Regions from separate parts of the Mus musculus genome. Here region 1 is linked to region 2. A link is a contact called in public HiChIP or PLAC-seq data. All regions are on one chromosome and are shown on one strand. Each heading gives the region's core, a stretch centred on a gene start, on an enhancer-like site or on the middle of the called end of the contact. The rest is flanking DNA. Distances are from core to core; before and after follow the strand shown.

Evidence for each region. HiChIP or PLAC-seq counts read pairs in DNA pulled down with a chosen protein or histone mark.
Region 1: an H3K27ac HiChIP or PLAC-seq map of large pre-B cells shows a contact between it and region 2, with 4 times the contacts expected there. The contact joins two enhancer-like sites.

Annotation. Positions count from the first base shown.
Region 1 is chr17:87,117,745-87,120,727 of GRCm38.p6, forward strand. All of the region lies in intron 1 of Socs5 (suppressor of cytokine signaling 5), which reads left to right. Among named protein-coding and RNA genes, the nearest start is that of Socs5, 12 kb to the left of the region's middle. Within about 2 kb of position 1,362, at least 59 of the 459 cell types and tissues checked have an H3K27ac peak or open chromatin away from gene starts, as enhancers often do.
Region 2 is chr17:84,144,583-84,147,601 of GRCm38.p6, forward strand. The region is part of intron 1 of Gm19696 (predicted gene, 19696); the gene reads right to left. Among named protein-coding and RNA genes, the nearest start is that of Gm19696, 10 kb to the right of the region's middle. Within about 2 kb of position 1,484, at least 131 of the 459 cell types and tissues checked have an H3K27ac peak or open chromatin away from gene starts, as enhancers often do.

The DNA.
Region 1 (2,983 bases), core at 112-2,611, 3.0 Mb after region 2:
CTTGTTTCATGTATCTGAGGCTGGCTTTGAATTTTGACCCCTTTGCCTCCACTTCCCACAGCCAGGCATCACGGGTCTGAGCCACAGAGCCCAGCCTCAGTTCCACACTCAGTTAATTATCCATATGATTAACAATTTCCTTCAGTCCCAAAGATCCCTTGTGCCTGTTCCATTCTTGTTTTCTCTTTTTTACACACCTGCAGCCAATGTTCTGCTTTCCCCCCAGTATAAGGCGAGTCTCAAAGCTGCAGAGGGTGGCTCAGGATAAAGTCCTTGCTGTATAAGCATGCCGGCCGGAGTTTAGACCCCTAACATCTATGTAGAAAGCCAGGTATGACTGCATGATCAGCCAGTGTAGATGAGAGGGCAGGCATGGGGTCAACCAGAGACCCTGTCTCAGAAAAGAAGGTGAAGAGCAGTAGAAGAGGCCTGATCACACATGGTGTGCACGCACAGGTGCCTGTGATGCACACCCCGTACACACCACATGTGATATGTGTGCACGGGCGCCTGTGATGTACACCCCATACACACCACATGTGATATGTGTGCACGGGTGCCTGTGATGTACACCCCGTACACACCACATGTGATATGTGTGCACGGGCACCTGTGATGCACACCCCATACACACCACATGTGATATGTGTGCACAGGTGCCTGTGATGCACACCCCATACACACCACATGTGATATGTGTGCACGGGCGCCTGTTCCTGTCCACCACATACACACTACTAAGACTAGTGCTGTTGTAGAGTTTAGTGAAGGGAGTGGTAGGCTGCAATGAATACTTTTGATATCTTTTCTTAGGGCCCTCTTTGCTCCTTAGGGAATACTTAGAAGTGCAGCTGTACTTGAAGTAGAGTTTCTGAGGTGGATTTGCCACTTTACAGTCTATGCTTGTTAACTTCTCAGCTTGACTGGCTCAAGAAAGGCCCAAGAGAATAGAAAGCTCATCTCCAGAGAGAACTGTTTAAGGGCTGCTCACCCTGCATGTGGGCAGCAGTGTCCCCTAGGTTCTGGGTCTTAAAAGAGGACAGTGTGGGTTACCTCCTGGTGCGAAACTTTCTCTGATGGGTGACTTGTGATGGCATTGGCTGTATGTCCTATTCTCCATATTCTGGCCACGGTGGGGTGAAACCTAGAAAGCAATGATCTAAAGTAAATGTGTCCCCTTAACGCAGTGGCTCTCAACCGTCCTGATGCTCTGGCCCTTTAATAGAGTTTCTCATCTTGTGGTGATTCCCCAACCAGAAAATTATCTCTGTTGCTGTTTCATAACTGCTATGTTGCTACTGTTATGAATCACAATGTAAATATCTGTGTTTCCCATGGTCTTAGGTGACCCTGTGAAAGGGTTATTCTCCCCACAGAGGGACTGACGCATGGTCGAGAAACACTGCCTTAAGGTGTTTTCCCTGGGTATGTTGTTAAGGGCACAGGAAACTGACAGACATACCCTCTCCCTCAGAGAGTTGTTTACATCAGGCCTTCCCCACTGGTCTAGCTGCCATGTTGGGGTCGCTCATTGTGGTTTGAACTTCACTTTCCTGGCAGTTATTGATAATTGAGTACTCTGTCGTGTGCTCATGGGGCATCTGCATGTCATCTGCATGTTATCATTTGTGAAGCATGTGTTCAAAACGGCCAACTGTCTGTTTGCCGAGTTTTAGTGTTTCTTTCCGTCTGTGGTATCTATTCATGCTGGTGCCTTCTGTTGTCTGCCTGCCCACCACATACACACTACTAAGACTAGTTGTGCTGTTGTAGAGTTTAGTGAAGGGAGTGGTAGGCTGCTGCTAGTTTCCTGGGTCCTCCATAGCAATGGAGGGTATAGATCTCTGTTTATTTAGATCTAATTTCTTGAGCAGTACTGTATACTTTACTGTGGAAAGTGTTTTTTTTAAAGTTTGTAAGATTTTTACCTTCATATCTATATTTCTCAACTCTTCTCAGAGTCTCTTGTGCTCTGCCCTGCAGCTTGTGGCTGCACAATTCTTCCTGTGTCTGACCCTAGCATCTTAAGCATATGGACCTGGAAAGTCACTTTAGTGACTCAGATTCCTATACTTGCAATGTATAGAACATCTTAGAAATCTAGAGAATGTGAATATTGAGAGAGATAAAAGAATGTAGTTGATGGACAAATGGACTCTAGGGTGGCGGCATTCGTCCACCCATTCAAAAATGGCTGTGATGTGAATGTTCTAGAATACATTTTCTTTAGCTGTTGCAGACCTGGAAACTTACTGTGCCTGGAAAAATAGGTTTTTAGTTTAAACAAACGTAGTGAATACTTAATATAGAAGGCAGCCTATTTTTACATTTTATTAAAATTAGATGGTGTCAAAGAGTGACAGTTTAGTATCTGCCAGAGACCACAGCTCATTCCCGTCCTCAAGGTTGGAGACAGTGTTTTCGTTTTCTCAATCGGTAGACTTTGTGAAGGGCCGTGTAGTTGCAGGAACGTTGTTTAGTATCTTGAGCTTCTATTTTCATCAGAATACTGACAAGACCCAGCTACTTTGTAGACTCTTACTTATGTGTATGGCACTGGGGTTGAGCGTGTCTTGTGACATCCCAGGTATGAAGTGTGTTCCCACAGAGCTGTCCCTGTCCCTGTTTTACTCACTCAGAGACAGGATTTCATTTAATTGCCTGGGGTGGGCTTGAACCTCTGCTGTAGTCCAGGCATGTCTTGAGCTCATGATCCTCCTGCCTCAGCTTCCAAGTAGGACTCTAGGCCTGTATCATTAGGTCACTTATCTCATAAGACTGCTCTGAGGACTAACTAGAGTCATTCAAGTCATTCCAGTAAAGCAAATGTTTGCTTTGCCCTTGGCTGCTCTTCAGTAATTGTTAGGATTGTTTGTTTTCTGAAGGTGGGAAGGGATGTGTTAGGTGTCTAGGGGAAGTGGGAGCTGGGAGCTGGGGACGACCAAGATACGTTGTGTACATGTATGAAATCTGCGTTTAACAA
Region 2 (3,019 bases), core at 234-2,733:
ACGCTAGGGTGCAGGGTATGGCTCAGTTGGTGCTGTGCTTGCCTAACATACATAAAGCCCTGGGTTTGGTCCCCAGTATCACACAAACCAGACCTGGTGGTGTATGCCTGAAATCCCAGCCTCAACTACATATTGAGTTTGAGACTAGCCTGGGCTTTATATGTGACAGTGCTCATAAATAGATAGATAGATAGATAGATAGATAGATAGATAGATAGATAGATAGATAGATAGATGCACCACACTCCAAATGTGTTACTTTGTCATTTGCACACAGCTCTCTTTCAGAATTCCAAGTCAAACTGCTACCCAGGGGACCAGGTCTATCAACCACGTTTGCTAGAAAAGAAGATTTTGATTTTAAGGATTCAGGAACCACGTGGCAGACAAGATACCGAGATAACACTTGGGGCCAAGTTTCAGAGCAAGATGGGGGCACAGTAGGGACATCGAAAGCACCTGGGGCCCCTTCTGTGTCAAGACAGCATAGTCCTTCACTCCCAGGAAGCAGCCCAGTTGTGGTGGTACATGCCTGTCATCTCTCACCAAGAAGGTAGGAGAAGGCACCCAAGTTGGAGGCCAGGCTGGACAGCAAGAAGCAGAATGAGAGGGGTGCTCTAGCACTCAGGAGGCAGAGGCAGGAGAATGCACTTAAGTTCAAGACCAGGCTAGTCTCCATACAGAGTTCCAGGCCAGCCAAGCAAACAGCAAGACACTACCTTGAGAAGGTAGGGGAGAAGAGAGGATATGATGGTGTGTGTGTGTGGGTGTGTGTGTGTGTACATGGGGTATGGAGTGTCTCTGTCAGGAGGGAGGAGGTGAGGGTCTGGAGTACAGAAGACTAGAAGCCTAGACAAGCTCACCCTGTCCCCCAACAGAGCAAGGACAATCCCAGGCACCAAGTAGCCCCTGAACTCAGCAGTCTCTTATTTCTCAAGCATTTTAGGAGTCTAACATGGCCAGGCCAGCGTCTGCAAGTCTGCTGTGGAAGGAATCAGCTTTGTAGTCCAGAGAGTGGCTTGCTCTCCCCACTGTGAGCTGGACCCCAAAGGGGAAAAGCAAAAGAGGAAGCCTGAAACACCTACTTCATGTCCAGGGCAGTCTTTTGTGTTTTCAACTTCGTTTTTGTGATTTTTTTGTCTTTTATGAGTTTTTTTTGGGGGGTGGGGGTGGTACTTTTTTTAACCCTTGACAACCTTGTAAAGGGAATCTGAGGACTCCCACTTTTACACACAGGACTCAGAAAAGTCAAAGCAATTGAAAGGCGAAGGCAGCCCTGCTAATCAGTGGGGCCTGATCTTAGAAGTGGGGGCCTTGCTGGAAGCTGGGCAAGAGGAGAAGGTGTGGGCTTGGCAGGGGAACATCCTCCCGCCTGCCTTTATTGTTCACAGAACCGAAAAAGTGATGAGAGCTTTCCTTCCTGTCTTTAAGAAAACAACAGAATCAAAACAAACAGAGAAGGGGAACTCCCCTCTGCCAGTCCCTGCGAGAAAGAAAAGGAAGCTCTCCTGCCGGTGGCGACCTGCGCTACTTCATGCTGGGACAGAGGCTGCTAAGCCAGCTAAGCCGGCACCCACACTCTACCCCGGGGCTGCTGGTCCCCTGCATACTGAGTCTGGTCTTAGCTTACCTTCAAGAGAGGACACAGCCATACACGAGGCAGCTGAAGCTCCTGGGAAAAGCTTTGTAAGGCCAGGGCCAGGAGGAAATGGAAATATACAAGTCGAAGATGTAAAACTAAGGGCTCTGGAAATGACTCCCAGTTAGTTATCACTCAGGGCTCCCAGCCCCTACCTCATTTCTCAATGCCAGAACTACCCACACTTACTGAACTCAGAAAAGGGGAGCCCCCCCCCCCCCGCAAAGTCCTATTCTTCCTGCCCTGAGCCTGTGTGTGCTTTGATGACCTTGGTACAAAGTCTAGATCAGCCACAGGGCCCCTGGTAACTTAAGATACCCCTCACCTTACCCAGATCTCTCCTACTTGGCTCTTTTAGTCCCAGATAGCTTGTGGTAACTGGTTGTCTAAAGTGACTGACTGACAGAGTGATTTCTGCCCCTCTGGACAAAGGTCTGAGGCCTTAAAAGGTCCGGTGTCACCATTACTAAGCCCACAATGACAGTGTTTTCACCGCACAGGTCCGCCTCTGCTCTAACAGATACTCTAAGGCCATCTGTGCCCGCTGAAAGCTTCAGTTCAATTAAGGAATTTGTCTGTGGTCTGGGTTCACAGGGAGCTGGTAGCTGGGAGAATAGTTATTCTCCACTGAGGCTAATTAGTCTCAGGAAAGGGTAAGTGACTAGTGTGTCGCACTCAGGCCTGTACCTGCTCCTGTGGGAAATGTCAGCGGTCTCCCAGGGCCTGAGAGAACTCCTCAGAGGCTGGACCTGGGAGATGTTTCTTGATGTTGCTGTTGCTGGGCAATTGCTGTCCCCCCACTGCCCACTGGCTCATTCCTGTCTCAGGCCCTGCACTGAGTGTCCCTGGGTTGGTGTCAGCTGAATGAAGAGCCACTACCTGAGCTTCCCTGGCAGCCGATGGCCAGAGGTCAGAGGTCAAGGAGGGGTTGCTCTCTGAAGACCAGGCCTGGGCAGGGTCTTCTGAGGCCCTGCACAATCTCTTCCTTAGCATCCCCATTGCCTGAGGCCGCTGATACCAGTTCTCATGCTATATTCAAACCTCATCTCTCTTCGTGATCTCTTATCAAAGCACAAGCCAGCCCAAACCCTGCCTCTCCCTCCAAAGTTTCTGCTGGTTCCCCACTGCTGAGTGGATAAATTCTGGTCCTCCTGGGCATTAAGGGTTAATGCCTACTTTCTTGGATTCCCATCCCTGTCCTGCAGCTGGATGAGCACAGATGTGCTGGGATAGTTGCCCTGCCTGTCAATGACTTCCCAAAGGTCCAGTTGCAGTCTCTGTAGGCATTTGTCTTTCTCTCTTCTGTCTTTCCTGAGGCTCGTGACTCCAGGACCTTGCATAGACCAAGCAAACCACCCTGGAAGCGGCCTAACCCCTGTG